Linked DNA regions of Zea mays: region 2 is linked to region 1. A link is a contact called in public Hi-C data. All regions are on one chromosome and are shown on one strand. The core of a region is the stretch at or near the end of the contact, and the rest is flanking DNA. Distances in the headings are between cores, read along the strand shown. Region 1 holds the start of LOC100304325 (OSJNBa0059D20.8-like protein). Region 2 has its middle 17 kb from the start of LOC109941811.

What was found. Hi-C and Micro-C count contacts between places; a contact is called where the count stands out from the background.
Region 2: a Hi-C map of ear shows a contact between it and region 1, with 1.7 times the contacts expected there. The contact joins the enhancer-like site here to the promoter of LOC100304325 in region 1. A contact is called at or near these places in 5 of 25 Hi-C or Micro-C datasets (ear, leaf, root tip and 1 more).

What each region holds. Positions count from the first base shown.
Region 1 is chr8:84,037,885-84,044,088 of Zm-B73-REFERENCE-NAM-5.0, forward strand. It overlaps LOC100304325 (OSJNBa0059D20.8-like protein), which reads right to left and starts at 4,389. Exons shown (of 6, transcript NM_001165766.1): 1 at 4,190-4,389.
Region 2 is chr8:84,120,981-84,126,840 of Zm-B73-REFERENCE-NAM-5.0, forward strand. No RefSeq gene overlaps it. Among protein-coding and RNA genes, the nearest start is that of LOC109941811, 17 kb to the left of the region's middle. Within about 2 kb of position 4,006, at least 4 of the 20 cell types and tissues checked have an H3K27ac peak or open chromatin away from gene starts, as enhancers often do. A contact at or near this core is called in ear and root tip, where this site is marked.

The DNA.
Region 1 (6,204 bases), core at 3,139-5,638:
GAGTTTTGATTATTTATTTGGAAATGTATTAATACTTTAGTAGATTAAACCCTAAGGGAGACATGAAATGTTGCATCATGCTGAGCTTAAACTTTGTTTTTGGTTGATGCACATGTTTGAAATATTTAAATTTGAATTTGTGGTGTGGTTGGATTTGAATTCAATAGAGAAAATAAAAAGAAAAGGGATTTAGAAATTCATATTAAAAAAGAAAAGCAAAAGAAGCCCAGAGCCCCTCCCCTCCCATCCTTTCGGCCCACCCGGCCCACTCCAGCCGCGCGCTCGCCTTCCCCTCTCTCTCTGACCGGTGGAGCCAGCCTGTCGGCGTTGGTTCCCTCGTCCGCGCGCGCGCCCCAGCTCTCTGTGTCGTGGACCCGCCCCGTCAGATAGAAATGGGTATAAATTAGGGTTTTTGAATTCTAAAACTTTCAAAATTCATAACTTTGTCATATGAACTCCAAATTGGGCGGTTCAAATTGCAAAATGTTCATTATAGTATTTTCTATCTGTTTAAATTTTGTTCATCCACTGTTTCCATGTTTCAATTTTATGGTTGGTCTCTAGGTTAGAATAAGGCTATGGGAGTTTCATTAGAAATAAAATAAAGATAAAACCCTAATGAATATTCAAGTGCCTAACTTTGTAGACCTAACCTCATTTAATGTATGATCCCATCCCTGGAATAAGTTTATTTAAGTGAGTAATTTACTGAGATAGACTTAGTTAGAGAACAATAGACCACTAGGCATAGTGATCTACCCAAAACCTATAATGCACATGTGTGTTTTTACCTTTTATTTGAACATGTGCTCACTCTGTTGCATATGTTTGGTGTACTGTTCTTTTGCTATTCTCCAAGTGTGTTGAATGAATGATTACTTTGCGTAGACAACGAGCAGTCTGTGGTTCCCGAGTGTGTTGCATGAGACTTCCATGAGCAGCAACTTGGTGAAAGTAAGTGTCCTCTTTTTCTCGAATACGCAAGAGAATTGCGTATTTTTTATATTAATAGAAGAAGCAAAACACAAAAGTCATAGCCAAGAGGCCACACAAGAATTACAGGGGATAACAAGAGGAGAGAAACATAGACAAACATAACAGCCCCAAACACACAATCACACATGAAACACAATATCACTTAGGTAGCAAACATCTGGCAGCTACAGACCTTTGGCACCAACCTTTGGCACCAGCCAGCTTCCAAAGCATAATATCATTTCCAAACATGGCTAAGGCAGCAGAAAGATTTGGACTCATCCCATTGAAAACACAATCATTCCGATGCTTCCAAAGACACCACGCCCCCAAGATCACTATGGAATTAAGGCCAGCCTGAGTCGACCATCCCGACGCTTGTGTCCTCTGTGACCAGGAGGAGGAGACGATCAACCATCTGCTGTTGTCTTGCGTTTTCGCTCGACAATTCTGGTTTATCCTTCTCCAATGGGTTGGGCTTGCTGGTGTGGCACCGCAACCGGGTGAAGAGGACTTCATGGCATGGTGGAAAGGCATCTCTGCTCCCTTGGGGGGGAGTAAGTGTCCTCTGACCCATTATGTCCTACTAACTTTATAATTCATTGTCTCGCATACCATGATCAACCTAAGGATTGACTAGTGTTCTGTTTTTTCTGTCCTTCGTTATCCTTTGGGAATTGGTTACTATGATTAGTATTATGCTATTGTTTTACTTTAATTAATGAACATGATGAAAATATTTATGATACAATGATGATATCTTGATTATGATGATGAACTTGTGATACTTTAGGGGCTCGGGTTGTTTCTCGAGTACCTCTCCGTAATGACCTGTACGTTGGATGACCACCTGAGAAAACAGTACAACCATGAGGGTGGTATGGGACGCCCTTAGCTGATTAATTAGAGAAACTTGAGGTGTAGTCGGCTTCGCCGTCGTGTCGTCAATAGGGTCCGAGCACAGTACTTGCTCTGCCGAGGCTGGGTGTCGAGGTTCTTTCGTGTTGCTTTTGTTAGTCACCCATTCCTGTGGGGAGAGGTACTGTGTTTATCAAACTGGAGAAACCTAATGGGCGGCTATGACCTCTAAGGAATCTTTGTAAAGGCTACTTAGTGAAACCTTGCCGACTCAACTTGTTAGTGTTCGAGGGTTTGATCGACCTGAGGCAAAAAGTGATCACGACTCGTGGGGAAAGTGTGCAACCTCTGTAGAGGGTTAGAAACTGGTATATCAGCCGTGCTCACGGTTATGAGCAGCCTTAGAAGCTCCTTTGATTAGAATTACTCTGGATACCTTTATGATGATGCTTAATGATGATGATTATATTTATGGTATTTGGTATTTCCTCTTGAAGGGAGTACTATATGGGTTAATAACTTGGATTATTGCTAAACTTGGCTCTCTACTAGTAATAAATACCTGGCCAATTAAAAGCAATTGCTCTAATCTTAACCACACATACAGCTAGTCCATTTTAGCCAAACGGGACATTTGCCGGGACATTTGCTCTAATCTTAACCCCCTTCCAAGTTCCATAGGCCACAACACAGCTGGTGGCTGTCCCTTCCAAGCTCTAGTGCCCCTGGCCGCAGCCCGGAGACCCATAATAATTCTTTTATTAAGTTTTTAATTGTGTATGATGGTGAACTGGGAAGAAATTTAATTAATTATGCTACTGAATTGTCGAAAATAATTGTGTCTGTCATATCTAGCGGATATCTGAAACCCGTCTGAAATCCGATGGGCACGGGCATGGATATAAATTTCTACCCGCGGGTATGGTCGCGGACGGATATTGGTTACAACCGCGGATATGATTGTGGGTGGATATTTGCAATATCCAGTCTGAATATGATCTGTTGCCATCCCTAACATCACTGGTGTAGTCTATCAACCTCAACTCAATGTCAGAGCATAGCCAGTTGGCAGCTAGCATCCAACGACCTGCCTCTTAGGCTTTCTCCAGCAAAGTGCGCTAAAATGTTCTATACGCTAAATATAGCGGACGAAGGTGTACGCTACGTCTCCAGCAAGAACCAGTAAAGCGTCCGGTAAATTGTAGCGAGCCTTCGTCGTCCGCCAAATGTGGTGGACTCGTTATCGCGTCGCCGCCTACCTGTTCACTCTCGCGCTTGCTTGGAAGTCACTCGCCGCTCTGTTCTATCCCACGACTCGTCGCTCCGTTCTCCCCCGCGCTTGCCCAGAAGCTTTGAAGCCTTTCGTGACTTGCGATGTCGTGAAGACGGAGGAGTCGTCTGCCTCCAGTGGCGGGAGCCTCTCCCGCCACACCAGCGCGTACAGCCAGACGACATCCCTCGGCCCACCTCCTGACAGCTCGTCAAAGTCATCGGAGCTCTCGGCGACGATGAGCTCGACGACCTCGTCATCGTTCCCACCGGTGCTCCCTCCCACAAAGCAGACGAAGTCGTACTCGCCGCCACCGTCCGAGCACGGGCTAGTGCGACCGAACAACAGGTAGAACACGTGCAGCGTGGCCGCCTGGTTGGTGCTCGTCGAAATGTCTACGAAGCAGCAGACATGAACGATGTTATGTCCAATATGATTTTATTTTAGAAAACAAGGTCCGATAGCTTCTTGTGTATCGAAGCACGGTTAGTAATATAGGTTATAAAATGTAATTATTTTAATTAGTCCCTAGTTCATTTTTGGACGCATAGAAAGGATTTTTTTATTGCATATACGACTGAGAAACAAATTATAATACAAATGTCCGGTACATTATTTTCTTAAATATGTAATAATATTATTTTCGCCATAAAATCAATATGTATTGTGTAGTGTATTTTAACATATGAACTGCTTTTAAGCGACCAATGAAAATTGTAAAATTTGTAACTGTAGAGGACCGAATTTATAAGATGTTGCTGGAGACTATGAAAATATAGAGTACGAGATCTTTTAGAGTGTGTAATAAATATTCCTTGAGAGGATAAAATTTAAGGAATATTGCTGGAGACAGTCTTAGCCCTCTATGGTATAGCGTTATGATTCCTAAAGCCGGTAGCAGAGGCTATCCAACAAAAGTTTAGACTGGCCGTGACCCAGCGACGCCCAGTGGGGACGAGGACGGCGAAGAATCCTACTGGAGGCGTAAGGCAGGCGCGGTCTCGGTCAAAGGAAAGCTGGATCTGGATCGAGCCGTGGCTCTTGAGCGAGAAAATGGGTAACGGAAAGGAAAGGTGGAGGGTCTACCTGGCCAGGCGAAAACGATGGGGAGTGAAGCGGCTGAAGCGCGCAGGGGAGGCAAGGACGAGAGTTGGGCGCGGTGAAGGCGGGAGAGCAGCGACGGTGGCGACAGACTCCGGCGGCGTTGGGACGGCAGAAAGGAGGCAGCGGGGGCGTGCGTAGCTCGTGCTTTGTCTGGATTTTCGGTAGAGACGGCAATGGCGCCGATCCCCCATTCCCGTGACCAATCCAGAAAGAGATTAGAGGACATTAAATCCTCTCTTAGTCAAAAATAACTAGGAAGGGATTTAAATCTCTTCAATCTTCGGAGGGAATTCTCTCAAATCTCTTATGGATTGGTGTAACCGAACAAGCCCTAAGGAATTTCTCTATTAGGGGATGGGTATGGGGAAGGTTCTCCCCTCGCGGGATGTAAACGGGAAAAAATCCTCTCCTGATGGGTAAACGGGGACGGAGATGGAAAAACATTCCCCGTTCCCCGCGGGGACCCGTTAAACTTATATATGATAATGTTTTCCTGTAATATATCATGATAAAAATAAATAATCACATTATTAAGATATAACTCGTTATACAAATATATTTATTTTGATGTGCACATAATGAGTACTAACATCTAACAATATGTATAAGTGACAATGTTTTGTATTAATAATAAAAAAAGTATGTCATAATTATAATTTAAGTGGGGATGGGGATTTATCCCCGCGGGGAACGGGGATAGGGAAGAAATACCCCCCGCAAGAGTTCGTGGGATCCCCACGGGAAAAAAAATTGTCGTGGGGACGAGTATAGAGAGCCAAAACCCGACGGGGATTTCCCCGTTGCCATCCCTAGTTTTCGGGACTCGGGTGGTGGCTTCGAGTTTCTATTTGGACCTTTTTGCGTTCCTCCAAAGCTAAGGCAATGTTTAGTTTAACAAACTAAATTTTAATTCCTGTTATATCGAACATTTGATGCTGGTTAAAAATATTAAATATAATCTAATTATAAAACTATTAGTTAAGTACTCATGTGTTGTTATAGTTTCTATATATCACATAAATAAATTTTATTTAAATAAAACAATACTAACCATAAAGATGTCATTGTTAAGTTGCAATGTACTCTATGTTATCATAACTGAGATGTTTAACCCTTTTTCTAGAAAAAACATAATTGAGATGTTTAACCGTTTTTTCCACACAAAAAACATGTGATGTCCGACTATGCAAAACAAGAAGACATGTGTCATCCAGATTCAACACAACAAAAAATGGTGATATGTTACATTATCTAGGTTGATCTAATTAACTTAATGGAGTCCAAAGGCACACTTCAAATAACACTTAATGAACTATATAGGCCAAGAACAATAGTCGCTTCTTTGCATACAAGCTTGAACACAAAGCTATTGGCTTAGATAATACAGGATGTTAGGAGAAACTTAGGGCGTGATTGGTTGTCGTGCTCGCCCCGTCCAAGCTCATGTCGTGCGTTGACCGCATGCAAACCGGTGATTGGTTACCTGAACGCTTGGATGCCAGCCTGCGCGTGTAGATGCAACTTGGGTGTTTTTTCATGTGTCTGCTTGCGCGCGTGGAGATGTGGGGAGAGAGCTTCCCTAGCCGCCAGGCCGCCGCGAGCCTGGCACCCGCGAACATGCCAACCAAACATGACATTATTGTATATGACATTTAGTTATGTTTCATGTTTCATACAAATTAAGAAAAAGCCTTAAATACTCATACTTTATAGTGCTGACAAAGTGACATATTTCTACTTCATAATGTCTTTTAGTAAACATATAAGAGCTTGTAAGCCAACGGTGTACTTCCTATCGCTTATAGACCAGATTTGTGCTTTTGTTAGTGCTTTCTGTAAGACAATGTCACACCCGGTTTCAGAACGCAAACCAAATGCGAACCATGTACGTGCCAGGATTAGAACTCACATACACAACGAAAGAGATAGGTAAAGCACCACTCTTGAACTAGGATGGAAAAGAGAAGGCTTTAAAAGTTAGGTTCAAAGTAAGCGTT
Region 2 (5,860 bases), core at 2,756-5,255, 83 kb after region 1:
TGATGGAGAGGACTATTCATTTTGGAGTCATAAAATGTGTAGTCATTTATTTTCTCTCCATCCTAGCATATGGGAAATTGTAGAAAATGGGATGCATTTCGATAGCACTGATAATCATGTGATCATTAATGAACAAATTTATAAGAATGCCCAAGCCACTACTATCTTGCTAGCTTCACTTTGCAGGGATGAATATAATAAAGTGAGTGGCTTGGACAACGCTAAGCAAATCTGGGACACCCTCAAGATATCTCATAAGGGAAACGACACCACTATGATCACAAAGATGGAATTAGTGGAAGGCGAGCTGGGGAGGTTCGCAATGATCAGGGGAGAGGAGCCAACTCAGACCTACAACAGGCTCAAGACTCTGGTCAACAAGATCCGAAGCTATGGAAGCACAAGATGGACGGATCATGATGTCGTCCGACTCATGCTAAGGTCATTCACTGTAATTGACCCTCATCTTGTCAATCTTATTCGTGAAAACCCCAGGTACACCAAGATGACGCCCGAGGAGATCCTTGGAAAATTTGTGAGCGGGCGCATGATGGTGAAGGAGGCGCGATACGTGGACGATGCGCTAAATGGTCCACTACCCATCTACGAGCTGCAGCCTGTTGCTCTCAAAGCAACGAGCAGCAGGGAGACACTACCGAGCAAGGTAGCACAAGTGGAGGCTGCCGGGCTCAACGAGGACGAAATGGTGCTCATCATCAAGCGCTTCAAAACCGCCTTGAAAGGACGCAAGGAATACCCCAACAAGAATAAAACAAGGGGAAAGCGCTCCTACTTCAAATGCGGTAAGACTGGTCACTTCATAGCACAGTGCCCCGATAATGATAATGACCAGGGACAAGAAAAGCACGGGAAGAGGGAGAAGAAGAAGGTCTACAAGAAGGCGAAGGGCGAGGCGCACCTTGGAAAGGAATGGGATTCTGACTACTCTTCATCCGACTCCGACGATGAAGGATTTGCTGCCCTAGCCTTCGACAAGTCTTCGCTCTTCCCCATCGAACGCGATACTTGCCTCATGGCTAAGGAGAAGAAGGTACGTATTCGAGATTCCCCTAAGTACTCTTCTTCTAGTGATGAGGATTCTTCCAATGATGAAGTAGATTACACTGACTTGTTTAAAGGACTAGATACAGCAAAAGGTAGACAAAATTAATGAATTATTTGATGCTCTAAATGAAAAGGATAGATTGCTAGAAAAGCAAGAGGACATATTATATGAGGAACATGACAAGTTTGTTAGTATTCAAAAATCTCTTGCTTTAGAAATTAAGAGAAATGAAATGCTATCTTCTGAGTTATCTGTTTACCATGAATTTGTCTCTAGTTTAAAGAAGTTATATGATGAATTAAAAGTTAATCTAGAGGAAGTTAACTAAACTAGTTCATGTGTAGAGCATGTTGTTATTTGTAATAGATGTAAGAATTTTGATGCCTGTGATGAACATCTTGTGTAACACCTCTGGTGTTACGTGAACTAAAAATCTGACATGTCATCATAAGCATTTGCATTAACTTGCTTGTTACACCTAAAATGCATTCACTAGACCAAAATTTTACAATAAGGTGATGCTGTGTAGAGTAGAGGACTTAGTTAAGGACCTAAGCTTATCAGGAGTAGGTCATCCCTTGAGCAAGTAACAATTTGACTTGGAGTCTTTGAGTGCTAAAGGCAAGTCCTAGAGTCTATAGCAACCTTGTTTCCAAAGATAGGTCAAGTGGAAGAAGCACTAAGGAGCTGGAATAACTCCAAACCTTAACTTGAGCTTTGCTTGGAAGAGATGGTTAAGTAATAAAGCAAATTCTAGACCAAGGACACTTTGGACATGAGCTTGATATACTAGAGTTGGATTTGAGATTAAGGAGAGTCACTTGGCTTTTAGGAGTATGGATTGAGTTGGTAAATCACTAGATGAGAAGAAGTCACATTTGAAACCCTAAACTAGCCCAAAAGTGGAATTCAAAATTCAGTAAGAATTGGTTAGAAGTTCATATACCAAAGTTGTAGAGCTTGTAAAAGTGAATAAATTTCTTATTTGGAGATTTCCAAGTTTTATAGAGAAAATTGGAGTAATTCACAAAAATTCAGTTTTGGGTTCATTTTGGAATTCCTGAAAATAATATAAACTAGTCAACTTTGAACCCTTGTAACTTCTGATCTAGAACCATTTTGAAGATGGTCATTATAACAAAGTTATAGAGCTACATGAGGAGTATAAGTTTGGTTGAGTCGCCGAGCCCTAAATCTATATGGAACATGGAGAAAAACTAATCCAAATAGAGCTAACAGAGTTTCTGGATTTCAGACTTGGTAGAATTCAGAGTCTGAATTTCAGCAATTGGAGCAAACTTTGAGCTATTGTAGTTTGGAATCCAAGAGGTTTTGGTTAATGACCACTATAGAAAACTTGTAGAATAAGTATAAGAGAACAACTGTTATTAAGTTTCACAGCCCTGGAACTATATACAACTAGGAGAAAAAGGTGATCCAAAGTGAGGCTGTCAGGCTTTTGAATTTCAGATTGTGAACAGTGTCTGAAATCAGATTTCTGTGTTTTGATATCTGTTTTAGAGCCTGTTTGTGGATGATCTAGAGGGTTTTGGGCTGTGATGTTTATAAAGGAAGTAAATACCATATGATAGGGAACAAATCTACTAAAGTGGCTTTGACTTGATTCCACACAGAAAATGGAGAAAAACTTGTTCAAAGTTGGACTGGCAGACAGTGTTTCAACTGAACTTAGTTCAGTTTTGAGAACTGAAATTACAGCAGGATGCCTAGTTTAGAGATCATTTGTGATTAATTAAGTAGGGTCTAGAGTATGATGCTTGTAGAGGAATTGAAGACCATATATTGGTGAACAACTTCTTTAAAGGTGATGGACATGATCCTATACGAAAATTGGAGTAACAGCTGCTCAAAATTTGACTGTCAGGTGGTTGGTGACTTAGTTTATTCAGAACTGAAAGTCTGAAATCAATATTTTTAGTGCAGTTTTGGAGCTGTGTAGTGCCTGTTCTAGGTGGTTTTAAACCGAAGTTTCTGTAGCAAGTTTGAAGACCATTTGTTATAGAACAACTTCCTTTAAGTGAGTTGGGCTTGAACCCACACACAAAGTGGTGTAAAGACTGCCCAAAAATGGACTCTCAGTTGCAGAGACTGAATTTCATCCAGCTGCTTGAAAACTGAATTTGCAGTGTGTGGTGTCAGTTTGGGAACACTTTTGTGACCATTCCATCGGGTTTTAGACTAGGAACTATATAACAAAGTTGGAGACCATGTGATGAGGAACAAGTATCCTAAAGTGAGATGGACATGGTGTTGTATAAACTTTGGAGTAAAATGCACCCATATCTCCTCTGTCAGGCTGTCTATGGGTTGTTTGAGTTAACTGAAACAAATATTCAGGGAGCTGGGTTCATTTTGAGCCTATGCAGTTTCTGTTCTGGGTAATTTCGACATGGGATTGTTGAAGCAACCTGATAGAACTATGTTTAGAGAATAATTTTGGTTAAGGAAGAGTGGTCTGTTGCTGCGAAGAATTGGGAGATCAGAGGGCCTGAACAGGGAGGGTGCAATGGAGAAATGAGTGCTGTTTCAGCGAACCAGAGTCTGAATTGGGGAAAATTGAAGAAGAATCTCGTCTCCCTGTGATTGCACTTGTAGTTTTAAATAGAGATAAGGCTTAGCCTAGGTGCTAGTGGCTTCTCTCCCCACCGGAAATATCCAAATTCGGACTGTTGTGGAGCAGTGGACAGAGGGGAAGAATCTGGATGGGCTGTCGAGCAGTAGCAGTTCAGGGTGGAGTAAAAATATCTGAAGAAAATATCACTGGCCACTACGGACTCCATCTACTTCTAGGGGAAACTGAGGATAAGAAAGAACTGTGCTGGGGGCAGGTAACTTGGCACAGCCTTATCACCCCAAGGATAGGATTGGAGATGTGAACTCTATCCTATGTGTTAGCTGTCTGTCTGCTTGGTGGTGTGCTGTCCCTGGGCGTTTTGGCCACCACTGCTGTTCCACTGTGCCTTGCCCTTGCGTGGTGGTCATGCAGTAGGGAGGTGGAGCATATTAGTTTTGTTTTCCCATGTGATAAGTCCTATTAAAGCCACGAATAGCCCATTGCTTGTAATGTCTTGCCATGACAGTTGAAGCCTAGAACTGAACCTTGTGGTGCTCTCGTAGCTTCCATGACCTGCTCACTGTGCCTTACCATTCTTCTATACCTGTGTTAACTTCTTCAGCCACTCATGTCGCCCAGTTGCTTTGTTCAAGACAGATGCTCGACATCGTCCTCCTGTGTAGTGACCTTGGCCACCAGCCCCTTCACCTCACAGTAGCCAGAATGTAGTCGCGCCACCGCAAATCATCGCCGTGTTTAGTTTCATCGTCGACCAGCCAACGTGCGTCTTCCCCAAGCAGTTTCATGCACCCACCGAGAACTTGGACTGTCAGGTTTGTTGGCCTCAATTTTTATTCAGAACTGAAACCTGAAATTGCAACGTTGGGTGCTCAGTTTGGAAGTATTTTGTGACCAATCTGAGTAGTTTTAGACTATAGTTGCTATAGAAAACTTGAAGACCAGTGTTAGGGTAGTAAAGTTTGGTGAAGATTATGCCCTTGACACTACTTAGAGCTGGGAATAATTAGTGCCTAAAGGTGTGCTGTCAGGCTTATTTTTCTCTAAACTGAATTCAGTTAACTCCAACTGAAATTTTAGTATTTGGTGCCCAGTTTGGAGCAACTTTGTGATCAGTCCACAAGGTTTTGGACTAAGAATCTTATAGCACAGTAAAAGAACATTTGAAGGAGAACAAGTTTCATATAAAGTGTTGGATTTGTTCTTATGTGAAAATTAGAGTAAATGAGGTTACAAATCCTTGCGACAGACTTAATGGGTGTCTGTTTCAGTTAACTGAAACTGGTTGCAATGAATGGTGTCAGCTTTGAAGCATTATAGCATTGAATCCATGAGTCTTTAGTTGTTGGTCATTATAGCAACCTTGTATATCTGTTCTAGGAGCACAAACTTGATTAAGCTATTTGACCTTAGAGCTATACAAAACTAGGTGTAAATCTTGCTCAAAGTTAGGCTGTCAGGTTGATGTTAGGCTATTCCAGACATCTGAAATTGGACATTTCAGTATGTTGGCTCAACATTGGAGTTTCCTTGGTGTTGTTCTGTGCAGTTAGGAGATATATTTTGTGTAGCAAAATTGGAGACCAAGTATTAGTAAGCAAGTTTACTTGTGGAAGCTTGGCTTGGTACTATATAAATTTGGAAGTTTATGGTGTCCTAACTAGCTCTGTCAGACATGTGCAATGCAGACCAGCTTCAGTTACTATCACTATGGTCCAGTGTTTTTCTCCTTACTTTGGGGCTTTGTGTGTTCTAGTCTCTTGATAGCCATAGCTTGTAGGGTTCAATGTTAGAGAGTTAGATCCTTGCTTAAGGTATTGGTGGAATACTTGGATATAGATACATGGTCCCTTGCATGGTTGAAGAGTTTGGTTATGTTATTAGAGTATTTAGAGTCTTTGTGCTAGTAAATCCTTTGTTTTGTGTTTGGTTACACCTTTGAGAGAAAGTATAGTCTTGTGATGTTTTATAGTATTTTATTTGCAAGAAGCATAAGCATTCATGTTCATATCATTTCATGTAGAGCTCCCAGCAGAAGGAGTGTAAATTAAAGATGAAGTGGTCGTGGAAGAGAAGTTTGCTCCAGTGCCTGTTCATCAAGTGGATGGAGCTATCTAACTGGTTATTGGGTAGAAGATCTAGAACCTCTTCACTGCAATAAGGCAAGCCCCGGTGCATTCAACCCCTTCTCTGTGTTTTTA